Regions from separate parts of the Gossypium hirsutum genome. Here region 1 is linked to region 2. A link is a contact called in public Hi-C data. All regions are on one chromosome and are shown on one strand. The core of a region is the stretch at or near the end of the contact, and the rest is flanking DNA. Distances in the headings are between cores, read along the strand shown.

Region 1 (2,700 bases), core at 152-2,651, 260 kb after region 2:
ATTAGAGCAAAAGATCGAAGCCCAAAACATACCCATTGGCCTATTATCAGACATCAAAAATTGTTTGACCCAACAATACGAGACTTTAATAGTATCATTATTGCTCCAAGTCACACCCTGAAAGATGAAAAGATTGGAGTTCTTCTGAATACGCCAAATGATAATTCCAAAAAGACACTTCCAATCAACCTCCCCAAAGCAAATTTCATAATGGTTCTGCAAATTTGAAATGAGCCATTCTTGTAGATTGCCAGGGTAAAACCTGCAAAGTCTATCAGTAGGGATTAAAAAGTTCTAAATTTTCTCTGCTGCAGTGCAATCCCTTATGGCATGCAACACATCTTCTGAAATATGACCACAAACTCAATACGTCGAACTATGACACAAGCTCCTACAGACTCTTTATGTGTTGGTGAGTAATCTCTGCTTGAGCACTAGCCAAACAAAAAATCTAACCCTTTGGGGGATTTTGAACTTCTAAGGGATCTTCTAGACATCTTTATTCTATTTCCAGGAATATTCCCAAATTTTCCCATGGGCACTTTTAACAGAGAAGGAACCAATTCCTCATTCCTCCCTAGATAATCCTGTCAACTCTTGCTGTTGCGTGATGTAGGGGTGTCCCAATAATCTTTTGAATGATTCTCTTAGGCAACCACAGCCGAAACAAATCAAGGTTCCAATTACCATCATCAGCAACCATATCAATAAGCAAGTAGTCCAAATCAAGACTAGTATGTCCGGGAATCAGATTAACAAGAGGCATACATTCGGAACCTATGGATCACACCAACACCTGATATTTCCCTTATCCCTCACTAGTCAAAGCAAATTCTCCCGAATAAGTGGCAAAACCTTAGTAAGGGCTCTCCACAAAAAAGAGCCTCTAATGCGGGACAGAGTTTCTGGAATTCCAACAACTACCCCGTACTTTGCTTGAAGCACCTATGCCCAGAAAGCTTTAGAATTAGCCACAATTCTAAAACCCAACTTCATAATGAAGAAAGTGTTATGGTCTTGTAACTTTCAAAAACCAAGATCGTCATGCTCCCGAGGCTGACATACATCCTTCTTAACTGACCAAAGCCGCTTTCCTACCATTACTCGATGACCCTCAAACAAACTGGCGCACCATACATTCGATTTTCTCACAAAGACCCTTAGGAATCAGCATTGATTGCATGAAATAGCTAGGAATAGCTAGTAAGACCAATTGCGCCAGGGTGGCCCTATCAGCTAAAGACAACTACCTTGCATCCCATCTCTGCAATTTACTCTGAACTTTATCCACCACAAAACACAAAGAGCTATTGGTTACTCTATCATGAAACAAAGGTACTCCCAAATAGCTCCCAAGATTACACACTACTAAATCCAAGAATATGGCACAAAATATCTCCTAAGAATTCACTTACCCCTTTTAAAAAGCAAACATTCGTTTTATGTCTTTAAAATTTAAAAATGTGACGAAATTTTATTAATACCTAAATACATTAATTTTTAACATCTTAATATGAATTATTTCCTATTTTTAAATATCATATACATATAAATTTTATTAAGCAAATCGCTATATCTATGTCCAGTCTACGTGGCGAACACAGCTCTAAATGCCTGCATTAATTGGTCAACAATCTTAGGCATGGAAAAATTGATCTTATCTCCTTGGTCGAAATTTCATTTCATTCACCCATTACTCCATCATGGAAAATTCTACTTTCGAATGCTAGACATCTAAGATATTGTTCGTTTCATCATCTTCTCTCGTTCCATCTCCGATCTCTATTCATCATCATCAATGGCATCGAGTTCAGGAATTACAGCTATAGGTAATCTTTTAATTAATTTCTTCTTCTTCTTCCTCTTCCATATGTCGAAACAAACTGATCATAAATTCACTTGTAACCATCTGCAGTAATCGCGGTCATCATGATTCTTGTCTTAATGTTCCTTCTCAGTTGTATTAGATGGTATCAAAAGAAAATTGTTCGTCTTCCCCTTCTCCACTTTCCGAAACTAACAGCAACCATGAATCAATTCCTCAACGACATAGAAAAGGAGAAACCAATCCGATTCACCTCTCTCCAGCTAAGGATCGCCACCGATAATTTCTCCACTTTGTTGGGTTCAGGGGGTTTCGGAGCTGTATACAAGGGTGTTCTCAGCAATGAAACCATGGTAGCTGTCAAGGTTCTCCATGGAACCTCGGATAAAAGAATCGAGCAACAATTCATGGCGGAAGTGGGCACAATAGGCAGAGTTCATCATTTTAACTTGGTTCGACTTTATGGCTTCTGCTTTGACAAGAACCTGAGGGCATTAGTTTACGAATACCTGCCAAATGGTTCACTTGACAGGTTTTTATTTACCCAAGAAAAGAAATTAGGATTCGAGAAACTCCATGAAATTGCTGTAGGAACTGCGAAAGGAATTGGTTACTTGCATGAAGAATGTCAACAACGAATCATTCACTATGACATAAAGCCTGAAAACATTCTATTAGATTCAAAATTTTGTCCCAAAGTAGCTGATTTTGGTTTGGCCAAGCTATGCAACAGGGAAAACACTCATATGAGCATGACAGGAGGTCGAGGAACTCCAGGGTATGCAGCACCGGAACTTTGGATGCCATATCCAATAACCCACAAGTGTGATGTTTATAGCTTTGGGATGCTATTGTTTGAGATCATAGGCCGGCGG
Region 2 (2,700 bases), core at 40-2,539:
CCACTTACAGAATTAACCCATATGGACAAAGAAGCAGAAGATACAAACAATCAGAAAAAATCAATATAAGCGTAATACATATATATTTTTATAATATAGAAGCAAATGCAATAGTTTCCAACCAATGTTTTGTGCAGGCAAGAAAGAGAACAAAATAAGAGAATCATGTGATGCAACTACAGTTGCATTTAGAAGAGAATGATATATCACCACCAACAGCCAAATACAATGAATTAACTTATACCCCACAAGACCACACCTTTCTCTTTCTCAGATTTCTAACTGAAGCTTAGTAAAACCTTTCATTTTCTTTTGCTTGATAAAGCTCGGATTTTTTATTTATTTTTTTTTTTTGCAGTAAAGGAAAGGTAAAGTTGCTCTTATATTATTAGTTCCTTTAATAATGGAGTTTGTTTGGTAGTAACTCAGAAATAAATGAAAGAAGACAAGGCAAAACCAATTTACCCCTCTCCATTAGACCATTCAGAACTGTTAACAGACCCTATTTATTGTAAATGAAGACTATATGAACATAAGATGGGCAGCCCCATGTGCTGCAAATAATCCCCATGAGATGAATCCAAATGCACTTTTGTCTTTTTAGATTAAAAAAACCCGGCATTTTGATTACATCATCCCTCGTCCTTGTTACTGTGTCTACAATTGTTACTGACTCCCTATCTATTTCTTTTATCAATACTAAACTTCATTCTGGAAACAGCTGTAGCACCCGTAGATGATTGATAGATAGATAGACAAAACCCATTTAAGTTACAAACTTTGCTGAAAAAACCATCCCCTTTAACCTTTTACTGAAACAACTACAACTAAATAGATATAGAGAAACTTACCCCAGTCCTTTTTTCTGGCAAATTCCAATGGCCACCAAGTGGAAACCTCGTTGCATTTAGCTCTAGACTCTACACAAGCTTGGAACTTCCATTTATGGTAGCTGATATGTGCAAAACTATAAGCATGTGAAAGGATCTGAATTTTATGAGATGAAATGATGCTCTTTTGGATGGATTTGAAGATCAAATGAACACAGACTTGAAGGTTTCAACCGACAATACGAACATTGTTCAGTAAAACAGAATCAAAATTGGATTAGAGAACGTGGAGAGAAGCTATAGATAATTTGATCCCATGAAAATGGATTGATGGAGCATGATTTTTTAATGAAGAAATAATATAAGGAGATTATCGTGAGCGGGAATATTGGCAAGCTTGTCAAATATAGCCTTTAGACTTTTGTCCTTTCATGTCATGTAACTTATGTTCATCACTTTAAACGTAAACTTGGCCGTTCCATGTTTGTAGGTTGATATATTCGCTAAAAATGTGAAAATTGATGAATTGAGTATTAATTCGATTTACATTAAAGTTATAAATTTAAATGCGTTAAAATGTATTACAGATAAGAAGAGACAAAAATTTAAAAATTAAAATATATTTTAAGTAAAAAATTTAAAAATTAAAATATATTTTAAGTAATTTTTGTAGGATTGATAATCAAATTATTATGCCATTGATTTATGGGTTAAAACCCATTTTATTATTATTTTTATTCATTAATATTCAATGCAATAATTTTCATTATGTGTAATATTCATGTAGAACTCATCTATTTAATGTAAAAATCAATTTGTGAATGGTGATTGAATATGTATTAAATATTAATTGATAAAAAAATAGAGTGAGTTAAACCCTAATTCATAGGATTTGATTAAATAAATTATTTAAAAAATAATAAATTATTTAAAAAAAACTACTTCAATTAAATTGTATCAATTCGTGAGTCAATTGGTTTGATGCTTCTTTCTAGACCGATGCCCCGATAGGTTCAGTTCGGTTCAAAGAATTACAACTCTAAGTATACATACACATTGTACGTTTAGAATTTAGTCTTATTTTTTTTTAATAATTTAATTTTTATTTTTTAAATTTAAAAATTTATTTTCAAATTATAACCACGTAACATTTTAATTGAATAGTAATTATATGAATTAATTAATAATATCATTAACATAAAATGATTAAATCTTAAATTTAAGCGTATTAAAAATTAAAATTACAAATTAACTATTTTTATAAAATGGAGAAAGAAAAAACGAAGTATGGTGTGTGTGCAACGTGTCAGCCTTAGAAAAGTTATTTACTTTCCATTTATATCCTCAAATTTAAAAAATATAATAAATGTTTGTCATTTATATGTAGGTATATAAATTATTAGCATCTTAACCAAATGAAAAAAAAAGAAGCAGCTTATTTTATCCTTCTTGATTGCCACTTCTAGAAGTTTCAACTAGTATTATATTGGTGCTGTATGGCCCTTCCCTGAGCTTAATGGAATTCACAATAATATAAAATTCAAGCATTAGCAAAACCATAGTATATAAAACTTTTCAAGTACAAAAATGAAATAAAAAAGATAAGTTTAAATGATGAGAGTTAAATGAGATAATAAAAATATTTCCTATTTTAGTTAGTAGTCAAAATTTAATTTTAATTATGAATATAAAATAATTTTAACAATAATAACTAATATCTACTTTTTAATGAAGTTATAAAATGCAAAAAATTTAATTATTAATAATTTTAATAAATACATTGAAAAGTAAAAAATATATAAATTTACATCAGATTTAATCTACACCCAACAAGGGAAAAGGTAACATTAACAAGTGTGTAACTCTAATT

Evidence for each region. A called contact is a pair of places that touch in the nucleus more often than the background predicts.
Region 1: a Hi-C map of leaf shows a contact between it and region 2, with 2.6 times the contacts expected there. The contact joins the promoter of LOC107904445 here to the promoter of LOC107957451 in region 2. A contact is called at or near these places in 2 of 34 Hi-C or Micro-C datasets (hypocotyl and leaf).

The regions. Positions count from the first base shown.
Region 1 is chrA05:33,031,944-33,034,643 of Gossypium_hirsutum_v2.1, forward strand. LOC107904445 (G-type lectin S-receptor-like serine/threonine-protein kinase At5g24080) reads left to right here and starts at 1,402. Exons shown (of 2, transcript XM_016830833.2): 1 at 1,402-1,829; 2 at 1,916-2,700. The coding sequence starts at 1,799.
Region 2 is chrA05:32,768,297-32,770,996 of Gossypium_hirsutum_v2.1, forward strand. LOC107957451 (potassium transporter 2) reads right to left here and starts at 1,290. Exons shown (of 10, transcript XM_016892969.2): 1 at 852-1,290.